Regions from separate parts of the Muntiacus reevesi genome. Here region 1 is linked to region 2. The links are chromatin contacts, called in public Hi-C maps. All regions are on one chromosome and are shown on one strand. The core of a region is the stretch at or near the end of the contact, and the rest is flanking DNA. Distances in the headings are between cores, read along the strand shown. Region 1 holds the start of SLIRP (SRA stem-loop interacting RNA binding protein). Region 2 holds the start of AHSA1 (activator of HSP90 ATPase activity 1).

Region 1 (4,541 bases), core at 1,945-4,444, 190 kb before region 2:
AGCAACTGCAGGTAGTTTCAAGGACCTGAGACCAGCCTCCAGCTGAAAGCCAGCAAGAATGCAGATACCCCAGCCCTACAGTCGAAAGACGAATTCTACCAAAACCTGAGGGAGCTGGGAAATCAATCTTTCCCGGCGGAGCCTCTCCAGCAGACAGACACCTGGATTGCCTCTTGTGTGAATCCCTGAACAGAGGACCTAGCAAAGCTATGCCTGGACTCCTGATCTCTATAATCTGTGAAATAATGTGCATGTGTTGTTTTGGGCCATTACGTTTGTGATAATTTTATGCAACAATAAAAAGAGCTAACACAAATGCCTCGAATACCTAGGATAAGCCTTTTTGTTTTGTTTTTTTAAATCAGTACCACCCATAATTTAATCAACAAAGACTGAACAGCTTCACTCCATTACCATTTCATGTAAACTGATATGCTTTGACAAAGAATAATCAAAAATTAGAGGAAAACATTATTGCTTTTTTTAAAAAAGGTAATACTCACAAAAGGAACAGTGCACTTTCTTACATGGCCAAATTGTGCAAAGTGTTCTCTCAGCTCACCTGTATAAGAAAAGAAAACATATTTTTTAAGTTGTTATTGTTTTATCCTCCATCCTAGATTGAGATAGAAACCAAGAGGGGTCCTAGAGCCCCCAAACTCCTTGTGAACAAGTGCTAGTTTGTATTTCCTTGCAGCTTTAAGATCCAGGAAACTATTATGGTATTGATTATAAAGCTGTAATGTACCAGATTTGGGGAGGTATTGGGGTGGGGTGACATGGACAGATAAACTGCTGAGTTGACTTAGTCTTCATCTCCAGCAAGTGCTGAGTCTTCACCATACCAGGTACTAGCTAAATGCATGGATTAAAATCCTCGTGAGATGATCACACAAGAAACAGTTAAACAATCACAATACTGTGTGTTGTTAGCTATATTAGAGACTTCCAAATAAAATCTCAATCTCAAGAATATCTGCAAAAGTGACCATGGATTTTACATTTTGGTGAGCAAATGTAAAAACCTTAACTCAAAACTACAGTTGACAAAAAGCAGTGTTGGTAACAGAAGTCAGTACTGATCACTCCCCAACTCTCTATGTCCAGCCTAAGCCTCTCTCTTGAGCTTAATTTTTGTAATCATGAAAACAATTACCATTTATTGAGTACTTATCCTGTATTGAGTACAAGTCTAAGCACTTGTGTTTACATATAAATTCATTTAATACAATCAACACCCCTAGGGAGAAACGTATTATTGACTCCATTTTATGGGTGATGAAACTGAGACACAGTGGTGAGCCCTTTTCCCCCAATTACGTTCCCTTAGGTACACACTTTAGGTTTTGAACTGTAGTGTTGGATAAGACTCTTGAGAGTGCCTTGGACTGCAAGGAGGCCCAACCAGTCCATCCTAAAGGAAATTAGTCCTGAATATTCATTGGAAGGACTGATGCTGAAGCTGTAACTTCAATACTTTGGCCACCTGATGAGAAGAACTGACTCATTAGAAAAGACCCTGATGCTAGGAAAGATTGAAGGCGGGAGGAAAAGGGAACGACAAAGGATGAAGTGGTTGGATGGCATCATTGACTCAATGGACATGAGTTTGGGTAGACTCAGTAAATGGTGATGGACAGGGAGGCCTGGCGTGCTGCAGTCCATGGGGTCACAAAGAGTCGGACACAACTGAGCGACTAAACTGAATTGAACTAGGTTACACAACTACCTAAAGACCAAGTTGGAATTCTAACCCAAGGGGAACCACTTCGGAGTGCATTTCTCAATCTATACACAACGTCCCCTGTCCAGCTAACAGAGAACTCATAGGTTTCTGAAACTAAACGCATTTAAACTTTACTCATCTTCTTTCGATCTGCTTCTCCTACATTCTAATCACCAAATTCACCAACATTAAAAACCTGAAGGTCATTCCTCCCTTTCCCCCATTCTGTACTCTTCCCCATTTAAACCGTCACAAAATCTATCGATTATTCTTTGGTTAACGTAAGTGGACCTGACCCCCTCCTTCTATAACTACCCTGAAGTCTTCACTTTTGAACTAAACTACTGAAACTACCTCTTGTCACGCTGAATCCGTCCCCACGCTGCAATCAAAACAACCGATTCTAAATCATAAACCTTAACAGTTTTGAAGTTCAGTTCAGTTTAGTCACTCAGTCATGTCCGACTCTTTGCGACCCCATGGACTGCAGCACACCAGGCCTCCCTGTCCATCACCAACTGCCAGAGTCCACCCAAACCCATGTCCATCGAGTCGATGATACCATCCAACCATCTCCTCCTCTGTCGTCCCCTTCTCCTCCTGCCCTCAATCTTTCCCAACATCAGAGTCTTTTCAAATGAGTCAGCTCTTCGCAACAGGTGGCCACAGTACTGGAGTTTCAGCTTCAACATCAGTCCTTCCAATGAACAGCCAGTACTGATTTCCCTTAGGATGGCCTGGTTGGATCTCCTTGCAGTCCAAGGGACTCTCAAGAGTCTTCTCCAACACCACAGTCCAAAAGCATCAATTCTTCGGTGCTCAGCTTTCCTCACAGTCCAACTCTCACATCCATACATGACCACTGGAAAAACCATAGCCTTGACTAGACGGACCTTTGTTGGCAAAGTAATGTCTCTGCTTTTCAATATGCTGTCTAGTTTGGTCATAACTTTTCTTCCAAGGAGCAAGCGTCTTTTAATTTCATTGCTGCAATCACCATCTGCAGTGATTCTGGAGCCCAGAGAAATAAAGTCAGCCACAGTTTCCACTGTTTGCCCATCTATCTGCCATTAAGTGAGGGAACCAGATGCCATGATCTTAATTTTCTGAAAGCTTTAAACTCCGAAAGGCTGGAGACGGTGAATGGGTGCCCCAAAAAGCATCCCTTAAACGGCTAATTGCAGACAAAATTTCTTTCTACTCACTGGCTTGCTCAGGAGCACACTCAGCCTCCTTAATCCAGCCACCACGCGGATTTAAGAGCTTCGCAGCAAGCAAGGTTTTTCAGGATTGCTCGGACCTAAAAATTCCGCCCGCCTCTACTACATTTCCAACTCACTTGAGGCCGCCGTCCAGGGAATTTTTCTGACAAACGCAACCGGCCGGCCGATATTCGTTCGCAGCGCCATAGCGCCCCTCGCTGCAGAAGCCGCCATCTTTAGGCTGAGGAGCTTCTAGTGATCTGAGGTCACGACCCCGGAAGAGCCTGCCTAATCCGGAGCACGGAAATTAACTTCCGGGTCAGGGGAGGCTGGGCAACGAGATGGGGAAGATGGCGGCGGCAGTGGGCTCCGTCGCGACGCTGGCAGCGGAGCCTGGTGAGGACGCGTTTAGGAAGCTTTTCCGCTTTTACCGGCAGAGCCGCCCCGGAACCGCAGACCTGGGAGGGGTCATCGACTTCTCGGTGTCCCACGCAGCCCGCGGCACGGGACCTGGTGCCACCAAGGTACGGAGAGAGGAGCGGAGCGCTCGGAAGCGATGGGCTGAGCAGTTGTGGCTCAGGGACTTGGTTACCTCGTGACATGTGGAATCTTTCCGGACCAGCAATTGAACCTGTGTCGTCTGCGTTGGCAGGCGGACTCTTTAACAACTGAACCACGAGGGAAGTCTCTTAAGATACTCTTAAATGCCAGGAAGCCTCCATAGGTCCCTTAAAAGTTTAATTTATAAGTAATTCACAAAGATAAAAAGTTAGGAGTTTCGGTTAGAAGTTTCATCTAAAAGAGAGCAACTATGGTGCTTTTAGTAAACAAAATTCCTAGTGTTTTATTGAAAGATTTTTTTCTGACTAGAGCACTCCAGCCTGGTGTTCCTCAAAGCCCTGTTTAAACACCGTGGTTCAATTTCCTCAGAAGCATTATTGTTAGTCCTAACCAAAGGTAGTCCATATACCAAACACCTTTGATAATTCAGAATCTTATAAAAAAAAAAATCACAAAGGTATGGTATCATAGGAGAAGATAGTGTTAAAGGCCAGAGTAAGTCAGCTCCTCATAACGACTTCAATTTTATATAGCTGTGTTGTGTTTATTAGTACATAGATGAGGAAACTGAGGATCTGAGATTTAAGGGGCTCATCTAAGTCTTACATCAAGTAAATGGTAGAACTAAGTTTGTTGTTGTTGTTGTTGTTCTGTCGCTAAGTTGTGTCCCACTTTTTGCAGCCCCATGGACAGCAGCATGCTAGGCTCCTCTGTCTTCCACCACCTCCTGGAGTTTGCTCAAATTATTATGCATTGAGTCAGTGATGCTACTAACCGTCTCATCCTCTGCTGCCCCCTTGAGTCGGCTCTTGGCATCCGGCAGCCAAAGTATTGGAGCTTCAGCTTTAGCATCATTCCTTCCAGTAAATATTCAGGGTTGATTTAGGACCCCAAACTTAAGGCTCCTAACTGCTGCACATCAGAAATGCATTTAGAGGTTTGAGATTCTCAGAATTAACCTGTGAAATAGCTTTAGCCTGCTGACTTCTGTTTCCTTCCTGTCAGGTGGTCAAATCTCAGCTAAATTTGTCCTCAGTCAGTGACCATGATGC
Region 2 (4,563 bases), core at 105-2,604:
TCTCCTTTCCTCACTCAGCATGATGGTGCTGGGGTCAGTACTGAATACTTTAACACGGCGCCCCCGTCTGACCAAATGGAAAACTGTGCGCTTCTGAGGTCAGGACCACACAAGGGGGTTACGGAACGCAGTGAGCCAAAAGGTCCAGGTAAGAATAAACCAATCATCTTGATCTCATTAGCGCAGTGTTTTGACCTATCAAATTCACGCTGTGTTATAACTTTTTTGCCCTTCAAATGGCCCTGAAAACAATGCAAGTCCAGGGTTTCAAAACAAACAAAAATTAAAGTCAACCCATTCTATGTTAAGAGGAGAGGAAGCAGGCTGAAATACAAAGGAAAACTATCTACCTTCTAACTTTCTAACTAGTAGAGAAAACAACAGTAAGATGAGCTGCAACAAAGTAAAACTACAGTTTACGTACAAAGTTCAGTGGACTCAGAAAGAATAAAAAATATTACTTGCAGAAGATTTCATGAAAGAGTAGGCTTTTAAGAGTAGTTGGATTATAAACAATGATTGCCCGGCAACCAGCGGCAGTCCCTGGAGCGACGATACAACCAACTTAACAGTTCCGGGTGAGAGGCCACGGCGCCTTGGAGCATCACTCAGCTCTGAGCACCTGCACAACACGTTCTAAGACCTGGCTTTCTGGAGTGAGGCAGCGATCCCTTATGACTGACTTTTAATTCCACCCGAAAGCCGAAAAAATAGTAACTCCAACCCTCTCGAGCCTAACTGCAATCTCTCAACACTATACACGGCAGTTTTGGGTCTCAATGACGCCTCCGGCCACGTGTGAGAAGCATCTCTCCGCTCAGGCTGAATGCAGCAGCCGAGGGGAGGGCTAAGTCCTCCTATGTGAAACCCCCACGTCTGGAATGCAGCCTTCTACGTCGTCCCTCGACCCCAACCCCGGGCCTCCCCTCCACCCAATGAAACGGAGGTCAGAGGCTGGAGGGGCTTGCGACTTACGGACCCCTGGAGACAGGAAGGACCCACGCCCATCTCCTGGCAGGCAGGGTTGCCTCGACCCCAGCAGTGTCCCGGCTAAGGTTCCAGAGCCCACCCCCCCGGCAACCCCCGGCCCGGCCGCAGCGCTCCCGCGGCCTGGCCCGCTGGCCCTCACCAATGCCAGTTGTTGACGTTGGTGGCGTCGGCCCGCTCCTCCACGATCCAGCGTGGGTCGCCCTCACCCCACTTGGCCATCGGCTCTCCTATCGCACCGCCAACAGCTCCCGAGCAGCCACAGCCACAGCCTCAGGACAGCCCGGTCGCGGCCGCCCGGCAGCGCCTGGAAACTACTAGAAGAAGCTGCAAGATCCTCCTGGCTTGCTTTTCCCTCCACCCCCCCCGCCCCTCCCCGCCTTGACTTCCGGCTCCGCCTCCCTCCCGCCGGGTACGTCGGCTGCCCCTCGCCGGACCTTCGCTTCTGTCTATTCTAAGGAATCCTTCACACTCCTTCGAGTTATGCCCTGAAAGGCCCGAAAGGCGACAGCTCACACGACCATTCCTCACCCACAGAGACACACAGAACACGTTTCATTGTTTCCCTAAACCCTTCATCGGCCCTGCTTGGCCTCACGGGAGTTGTAGTCTTGTCGAGTGACCCACGGGATAACCTCGGAAGGTCGAGCTGAAAGGAGAGGAAACGGGCTTAGGCACGGGGCGCTGGGGATTCTGGGAGTTGTAGTCAAGAGGCAGCCGCGGCCTGTCCGTGCAGAGCCTGATTGTAGGGGCTGAAGGAACTACAACTTCCAGCATGCCCTGCGGCGCCTGTCTCGACCCTTGGTTCCTACCCCCACCCCAGCCCTCTGCCCCCCTCCTCGGGACTATCCCCTTCCGCCCCTTTTGTATGCCGAACAGCCTGTGTAGAAAGGCTGGACCCTCGGCGGCGGAGTCTGACGCTGACCTGAGAGGGAGGGCTCGGTGTCGAAGAGGTGAGGGTGTCCCAACCCCCTTGGGCTGCGTATCTGGCCGAGTCCAGCCTCTCCGCATCCGTATCCTTTCCCCTCGTTGTCTGAGGCGTCCCTCGACCTCCCTGGCCTGACTGTTAACTCCATTTCTGGCCATCCCTGGGCTTGCACTCGGGGTTAGGGCCGCGAGCGAGCCCAGACAACTGATTTTGAACAAGCACTTATTGTACCAAGGTTCTGGGCTCTGGCCTCTGCGGTGGAGCCGTGTTTCCTGGACCCTTCGCCCACAGAGTCTTCCTAGTTTAATCCGCCTTTCCTCGTCTCAGTTCGTCACCTCACTTGTGTAGGCCTGGCTTCGAAAGATGATAAATGAGTCCGAATCTAACTTCTCAGAGGCTGGTTTCTGCGGTGTCCTCAGGCGGGGAGCGTGTTGGTTGTAGATATTTTTCGGCCGAGTCGTTTTCCTTCCTTTGTCGTATTCCTGCTCTTCCCTCAGATCTACTGCCCTGTATGGTGGGATCTCAGTAAACAAGTGACAGGCACAAGCCTTTGAAGTGTTTTAAACAATTTTGAAGCACATTCTCAGCCCCTCTTAAAATTGTACCTGATTGCTTTATAAATTTTAGAACCATTAAGTCATTGTATTTTTTACTTGCTGAGGAAATAAAGGTTATGACAAGCGCTAGAAGTACAGATTAGTGTGAAGCATCCACTGCCTTTGCATGGTTAAGAAAAGACTCTAGAAATCCTCTGGTGGATTATTACAGGGTTTGTTAAGACCCATGCTATGCCTATCTGTAGATACTGTAGTAATGACCTGCCCTCAGTTTTCCCTCGAGTGATAAAAGGACGATGCAAATCAGAGTGGAAATGACCCAGTAGATAGAAAACCCGGATAGGAGCAACTAGCTTTAGCTTAAAAACTTTGGTACTTAATCCTTTTGTGCCTCATTTCCCTCATCAGTGAAATGGAATCTGCTAGGCCTACTTTGCAGTTGTTCTGAGGCTTTATAAACTGGCACCTGTACCATAGACGTTTACCTGCTCTGTGGGCACCTTCAGTGTTTGTGATGGCTACTCAGAGTTTTTGTATCAAAATTTTAAACTTTAGGAATGCTTAGAAATATTTTTCTAGCTTTTTCTAAGATATTGATTTATTAATAATAAAAATTAATGCTAAATAAATTTTTGTGTCAGCTCATGTACTTTCTGTGTGGTTCACTGGCTTCAGCCTCACAGCAGTCTTATCAGGTATGTTTCTGTTGTTAAGTCCCATATTTACAAATGGCAGAGATAGAAAGATGGCAGAAGATATCCTATACTAAAAGGAGCTAGCCTTTAGTATTTACTTTATACTGGGGACTTTTGTTTGCTCTTTCTTGACTCCTGTTTATTCTTCACTGCAACCCTGTGAGGTCGTCTGTCACTTTCTCCAAAGCTTAGAAATAAGATTATTTACCCAGGTTGTTGAGAGTTGGAGAGACTGACATTTGAATTCAAGTCTGCCTGACTACAAAGCCTATGCTTGTTGCAATATAAGGGATGATTTTTTTTTCTTCTAGCTTTTGTATATGATTTTACTCACTGCATTAAGTATACAAAAGGATTTTTAAGCCGTGTCTGGGTTCAGTAGAAATCAGTTAGTGATCTCTGCCATGGGGAAGGATCAGATGGTAAAAAATTCTCAGCCTGCTATGTTATTCCCATATCCCCTGACAACACATTGCGTGAGGGCAGAGTGTGTTAAGGCCATTGGGAGTCTCAGTGGGTCTGTCATGGTGAGTGTTTCTTAAACTTCTATTGAGAAAGGTGCTATTGAAATAGAAAAAACAAATTCATCCTTTAGAATTGCACTCTCTGTAGCCTTTGGAGTTATTTTTGGCGCTGGAAAATTTGGTACCTGGTTCTTGGCTTAAATCAGTTTTCACTCTAATCCAGTTGGCATGGATAGTTTAGTTTGTGATTCTAAGGCAAAACTTTTTTTCAGGACGAAATCTAATTTTAGAATAGTTATGAGAGGGACTTGTCGTGTTTTGACTGATTCTTTATAGACTTCCTTCTTTGGCCATGCCCTCGTTTCCCAAATTTTGGCCAGTACTTGTTATTAAATTAATCATGATTTGAAATTGAAGTTACAAGCAGGCTAATTCAGCTTCCTTTAGTGGATTACTTGCTATCAGGAATTCAAGAAGCACATGCAAAAATAAGATGTCTGTGAGTTTTTATTCTCTGCAGTATTCCCAGAGCCTGAACAGGGCCTGAGAGGTGGCAACATGTTGAGTCCGTGAATGTAGTTACTATCTGTTTTGTTCATGCTTTGATTAACCTTGTGTATTCAGCAAAGTTCATGAAGCATTCTTGTAACACATGCCTGGTTTGAACTTTTACCTTTATACATACTGAGACTGGGGCCTTCCAGGTGGTGCTAGTGGTAAAGAATCCGCCTGCCAGTGCAGGAGACCTAAGAGATACAGGTTCGATTCCTGGGTTGGGGAAATCCCCTGGAGAGTGGCATGGCAACCCACTCCAGTATTCTTGCCTGGAGAATCCTGTGGACAGAGGAACCTGGTGGGCTACCATCCATAGGGTTGCAAAGAGTTGGACACCACTGAAGTGACTTAGCACGCATGAGAGTGTACAAATTAGA

What was found. A called contact is a pair of places that touch in the nucleus more often than the background predicts.
Region 1: a contact with region 2 is called in a Hi-C map of muscle, with 5 times the contacts expected there. The contact joins the promoter of SLIRP here to the promoter of AHSA1 in region 2. A contact is called at or near these places in 2 of 3 Hi-C or Micro-C datasets (blood and muscle).

Annotation. Positions count from the first base shown.
Region 1 is chr7:85,453,335-85,457,875 of mMunRee1.1, reverse strand. SLIRP (SRA stem-loop interacting RNA binding protein) reads right to left here and starts at 3,194. Exons shown (of 4, transcript XM_065940704.1): 1 at 3,066-3,194; 2 at 504-562. The coding sequence starts at 3,162. ALKBH1 (alkB homolog 1, histone H2A dioxygenase) reads left to right here and starts at 3,266. Exons shown (of 6, transcript XM_065940999.1): 1 at 3,266-3,452; 2 at 4,495-4,541. The coding sequence starts at 3,270.
Region 2 is chr7:85,263,288-85,267,850 of mMunRee1.1, reverse strand. It overlaps AHSA1 (activator of HSP90 ATPase activity 1), which reads right to left and starts at 1,354. Exons shown (of 9, transcript XM_065941148.1): 1 at 1,130-1,354. The coding sequence starts at 1,209. It overlaps VIPAS39 (VPS33B interacting protein, apical-basolateral polarity regulator, spe-39 homolog), which reads left to right and starts at 1,828. Exons shown (of 20, transcript XM_065940930.1): 1 at 1,828-1,940.